Linked DNA regions of Sus scrofa: region 2 is linked to region 1. Evidence: chromatin contacts called from public HiChIP or PLAC-seq data. All regions are on one chromosome and are shown on one strand. Each heading gives the region's core, a stretch centred on a gene start, on an enhancer-like site or on the middle of the called end of the contact. The rest is flanking DNA. Distances are from core to core; before and after follow the strand shown. Region 1 holds the start of UBXN4 (UBX domain-containing protein 4). Region 2 holds the start of R3HDM1 (R3H domain-containing protein 1).

What was found. HiChIP or PLAC-seq counts read pairs in DNA pulled down with a chosen protein or histone mark.
Region 2: a contact with region 1 is called in an H3K27ac HiChIP or PLAC-seq map of alveolar macrophages. The contact joins the promoter of R3HDM1 here to the promoter of UBXN4 in region 1. A contact is called at or near these places in 2 of 5 promoter capture datasets (fetal liver and liver), 13 of 47 Hi-C or Micro-C datasets (alveolar macrophages, embryonic fibroblasts, fetal skeletal muscle and 6 more) and 2 of 2 datasets of contacts at active chromatin or transcription factors (alveolar macrophages and skeletal muscle).

The regions. Positions count from the first base shown.
Region 1 is chr15:16,205,200-16,208,125 of Sscrofa11.1, reverse strand. It overlaps UBXN4 (UBX domain-containing protein 4), which reads left to right and starts at 1,615. Exons shown (of 13, transcript XM_021074795.1): 1 at 1,615-2,553.
Region 2 is chr15:16,413,004-16,415,703 of Sscrofa11.1, reverse strand. R3HDM1 (R3H domain-containing protein 1) reads left to right here and starts at 1,346. Exons shown (of 24, transcript XM_021075222.1): 1 at 1,346-1,367. ZRANB3 (DNA annealing helicase and endonuclease ZRANB3) reads right to left here and starts at 1,413. Exons shown (of 21, transcript XM_021075255.1): 1 at 1,362-1,413.

The sequences.
Region 1 (2,926 bases), core at 366-2,865:
CTCTTTTAGACTATGCAGTCACAAAGACATGGCCTCCATCTGCTTGCCTCATCTCCTTATCAATGCCAGGTACAGGGCCTAGTTCATAGCAGGTAAGCAATACATAATTGATGAATAAGTGAAAGGCTATGAATGATTCTTCTCTCTCTCTCTTTTTTTTTTTTTTTTTTTTTTTTTTTTTTGTCTTTTTAGGGCCCCACCCATAGCATATGGAAGTTTCCAGGCTAGGAGTTGAATCAGAGCTGTAGCTGCTGGCCTACACCACAGCCACAGCAACATGGGATCCGAGCCATGTCTGGGACCTACATCACAGCTCAAGACAACATGGGATCCTTAACTCACTGAGTGAGCCCCAGGGATCAAATCCACACCCTCATGGATACTAGTCAGGTTTGTTACTGCTGAGCCACAGCAGGAACTCTCCTAATATTTAATTCTAACACTAGGAATAATTAATCGTTCCACTGCAAGGGTATATACATTAATCGAATTTTAAGGAATCCATTTAAAGTTGATGTTAAAGATCAACTCTAACTCTTCCTGAGCAACAGTGTCCTATATAAGCAGCAACTATCTGTAAGATTACTGTCTATAATCAGCATTATGTTTGTTTATAATAACACTATATGTGAGGCCTGGTTGGAAAAAAGTAAATAAAAATTGGAATGTTAGCTATTTTTAGGTTAAATATTTGTAGAAAATGGGTATTTTCGGATGTAGCCCCTCCTTAGCCCTGCAAAGATTGTCAAATGGTTGTACTGCTGGAGAAGAAATTTAAGTCATGTAGAATGTACAATATAAGAGCGTATGCAACTGTAAATAAACCATACATGCCTTTAGCCAATAGTTATTAGAGACCATATACTTTCATGAAAGTATTAAATATGGATCGGTTTTCATTTTAATGACAACCTACCAGAAAGTGCCATATCTTGATTATAATACATTATCACATATTGTCATAAACAAAATTCTTCTTTTGTAGTACAATGAAAAGTAGCTGGAAAATAAATCATTATCTATTCTCTGGCTTCAACTTACTGTAGAAAGCAACTGTGGCAACAGCATAGCTAAGTGTTATGAGGTTTGAAACGATCTCTAACCAATGACTAGGAAATTACTCAAGGTCTGCATCGAACCAATACCTCCCCTGTACCACACTCTGTATGGTATTACAAAAGGTTCTTTTCTTCAAGGTTGAGCTGATAAATTAAGATCAAAAGAAATCAAAGCCTTGTCGTGAATCCCCACAAAGCCCACTTAGTCCCTTACCCAGAGACACCCACGCTATCTCACAATGGTCACTAATAGTAATACAGAATTACATCGTCCCAAAGGCAGGGTTCCACTCAGGGCGGGGACGATTTCCTCCACTTTCAAGGTCTCAATAAAGCCAAGAATGGCATCTCTCGGCGAGAAGCACTACTTCTCCTCTTTATAGATTGTGAAGTGACTCACTACCGCCCCTTTAGCGGTGCGCGAGAAACCAGTTATATTTTCCACAGAGTTAAAGGGACCTAGCCTAAGAAGCCTACAATTCCCATCATGCCTTAGGAAGGCGCCGCCGACGCGCCTTAGCTACTAGTCATCCTTCCTACTACCTCCGTCCACTTCCGGGACTGCCGGGCCTGCGGCCTTGTAGGATAGCGCACCCACCGACTTGCCAACAAGACAAGTCACCGGGGTGCCTAGACGACGGCGACGTGTGGTGTCACGTGTCGCGGGGCGCTCCTCGTCTGCGCGCTTGCGCGCGTCCCAGAGGGCCTCTGACCGGCTTGCGCGCCTGTGCGGGGCCGGAGGCGGGGGGCGGACCAGCTGCGGCTGCGGAGGCCGCGGGGCCCGAGGACGGAGAGGGCGGGGTCAGCTCCGGGACCGCGGCGACAACACACCAAACGAGCGATAGGGCCCGAGGGCAACGATGCTGTGGTTTCAGGGCGCCATTCCGGCCGCCATCGCATCAGCCAAGAGGAGCGGCGCGGTCTTCGTGGTGTTCGTGGCAGGTGAAAGAGGCGAGGGCCCGAGATGTGGCCGGGTCATTCCCCACCCCGCCCCGGCCTACGTCCAACCCCAGAAGCCCCCTGCCTTTCGTCCTCGTGCTGAGGGGCCCGGCCTGTCGGTGCTGACTGGCTTCTCAGCGCCTCCCCCGTCCGTTTGGAGCTCACCGGGCTTTGCCCCCACCACCGGCTTCTCCCGGCCTTGTCCGGAGAGCGCGCCTAGCCCCGCCGTCACCTCTCTGTGCGGGGCGAGGGGAAGAGCGGAGCAGGCCCTCGCCCGCCCTGCCCCGCAGCTCCCCGCCGAGCCTTACTCCGGGCCGCCTGCGGAGTTGTTGCTCACAGACCCCCACCGCCCCCGTTGGAGATTTCTGTCTCCGAGGACCCGCTTCGGGAAACTTTAAAGCCGCTGTCATTAGTGTTGAGGTGCGGGGAGAGACAGGCCATTAGCCAGGCAGGCAGTTTGTAACTAGTTGTGGACTGCCAGGAAGAAAGCTGTGTCATAGGTAATCCACAAAGAGAAACCACCTGATGTCACGTTCCTGAGACGCAAACTTTTCAGGTCTCTATAGGTTTGACTTTTTAAACAATGTTATGGGGGGTGGGGTGGAGAATCTAATCTTTTTCTTATTTTAACCATTTGTTTAGAAGAAGTAGATACAGAGGCTTTGGCTATCTTTGTTGTCTTCCTAGTTTCATAGCTGCAGTTTCAGGTGTACTGACTCATTTATCCTAAGTTGCTCTGGGATTTATTACTGAAATCTTCTATTTTTCAGTAAACAGATGCTTCTGTGGTTTTGTTGATCCTCATTATGTAAACCAAGTCAGTGTTTGTGACTACCGTTAATTCGAGGTGTATTATTTCAACTATTTGTGTTTAATAGCAGTTTGGTCATTATTAACTCATGACTTGGGAAAATAGATAATAGCCCTAT
Region 2 (2,700 bases), core at 97-2,596, 210 kb before region 1:
TTACAATGATGTTTATATTCATCAGTGTTATTATAGGTGGTACCCTGTGGGCACTTGTTTAATGAATGCTTTACATTAAAAAAAAAAAAAAAAAAAAGGAGAAGAAGAAGAAACTAATGGGCCCATTCTTCAGGTTTTTTGGTTTTTGGTTTTTGTCTTTTTAAGGCTGTACCGCGGGGCATGTGGCGGTTCCCAGTCTAGGGGTCGAATGGGAGCTGAGGCTGCCAGGCTTATGCCACAGCCACAGCAAGGCGGGATCCAAGCCTCATCTGCAACTTACACCACAGCTCAGGGCAACTCCAGATCCTTAACCCACTGAGCGATGCCAGGGCTGGAACGCGCGTCACGGGCACTACTCGGGTTCCTTAACCACTGAGCCAGGACAGGAATTCCCAAAAGGCCCATTATTGACTATCAATCCCTTCTGTAGCTTTTCTCCTTTGAACCAGCCTTTAAAAGTTTGTTCGTTAAAGTAGGAGGAGTTAGCTCAGAATTTCTGGGCAGTTTTTAGCCAAACTGAAGATGTGAAAAAGGCCACAGAAACACCCATCACAAGTAAATGGGTGTAATATAATACTGAGCAGGTCAGAAGACAGGAAATTGAAGTCTCTGGAATTGAAGACTGGCATTCAGCCCTTGGGAAGTAGCCCCATCCCATTTCACCCACTCTTTCTAAAATGCAATTAAATTCCATTTAATTTCCTCTCTTTCACGCAAGAAACTTCCGACTTGCCCGCCATGCCACTCCCAGACCGCCACACCTGGTGTATTCGCTGTAGAATCTCCAACTCCCGCCACAGGTTTGGCATGTGTCCGCCCCAAAGCGGAAGTGACTTCAAAGGGACAAACTGAAAGTAAGAGAGTTCAAACACCAGCATTTAAAACCCCTACGGCGTTCTGAAAAGACTCTTCCCCGACTACCTTCTTTTCCATCCCTTCCCTCTTCTATTAGGACGGCAAAAAGGCTTCGCCACAGCTTAGCAACTAGTTCCCCGCCCCAAACTCCAAATCATTCAAAAGTTTGTCCTTTCTCATTGGCCAAAGAGGCTTCATGGGTACCTCCCGGGAACTACAATTCCCGTCAGGCCCCGCTGCAAGCAAACCGATGAAAGAATATAGGCAGGAGCAAAGCACACTGGGAGCTGTAGTTGGCTGCTGGCCGAAAAGGGCAATCACCCCGCCTTTCCTCACAGAGGCTGAATAAACCAGGTGTTCGACTTAGAACCCGTTACCGCTGAGGGGAGGAGCCAAGCCCTTAAACGGCATTTCTCACTTCCACCACATGGAGGATGAAAATTTTCCTTTACTCTTATAAAGCACTATAAATACTCCTTGAAGAAATATGGTTGTCTCTCCAATACCTCCAGGTCAGTAAAAACTCCCAGAACTCCCCCACCTCAGGCTCCAACTCGTGGGAAAAGGTGGCTCTTTTACAAGTGGGCAAAATGGCTGTCCTTTTAGTTTTACCATTGGTTGTCCTTTGTGTCCTTCAAGGGCGGATTCTTACCGCCGATTGGCTCTTTTTCCCTTGAGGGTGGAGAAAGACTTGGCTAGGCTCTCCCGCGGCCGATAGGAGAGAAAGGGGTGGAGAGAAGGCATTTTTTTCAGGCGTGATTGGATGATCCTCCTATCACTCCGAGAATATACAACCTATGATTTGTCGACTGCCCCTCAAAGAGAACGAGGAGGCGGGGCTAGTGCGTGGTGGGAAGGGGCGGGATTCCGCCAGCCGCGGCTGCTGCTGGAGCCGGTGTCCGGGCTGGTGATGGGGTTAATTCCCTTTCGTAAGACTCTTACTTGCACCCACCCAGCCCCGCCGTCGCCCCGCCGCGCCGCGCTCCAGCCGCCTCCTCCTCCTTCTCAGTAACGCGGGTAAGAGATGCCTTCCCCTCCCCCCTCCAGCTCCCCGGGAATAACGCGCCTTGTTCCCCTCCCCCGCCCGCCAACCGGTAGCGCTAACGGAGAAAGGCAGGCAGGGGAGAGATGTGTGTGAGAAGGTGGCCTTCCCCGCGGAGCGGTCGGCGCTCCAGCCAGGGCCCCGCTGAGGTGCTGTTGCTGCCAGCCCGCGGGGAGGTCTGGTTCCGAGGGCGTCCTGGCTAGTCTGGTCGGCCGCTGCGGCTGCAACTGCATCCACTACCTTGCGCCCACCGCCCCCACCCGGGGGCCATGTGAAAAGCAAACCCCTCGAGGCCTAGCGGAGGAGGCAGGGGAAAGGTTCCCGAGTCCCTGCCTTGGCTGCTGCTGCTGCCCTTGCAGCCCCAGGGACTCGGGAACCAGCCACAGAAGGCCTGCCAGGAGCGGTGCCGTGAGTGGCTCTGCTTTCCCGGGTGGTTGGCGCCGCTACCCCGGGCTCATCGGCCCACCACACGGCCGCGGCCCCTGGCCTTACAACCCCGAGAATTTTTAAAAAGGAAATAAAGCGTTACGACCGGTTGGTGAAAGGTGAGGTGGTACATTTTGCCTGTGGTACCAGAAAAAGCACAGTGGGGCTATTAAAAAGAAAGTTGAATGACTGTCAACGCCACGGATCTCGGAGATCAGATTTACACACGTTAGGGTTGAGCCTTAGGTTCTCCCTCCAATTCCCTGTGTGGTTGAAGTTTTTTGCCGTTGTTCTCTTTTTTGTGTTATTGTTGTTGCTAGGTGCGAAGGAGAGTGCCTCTGTTCTTTGAGCTTGCTTTTATGCAGAAACTTGAAGGC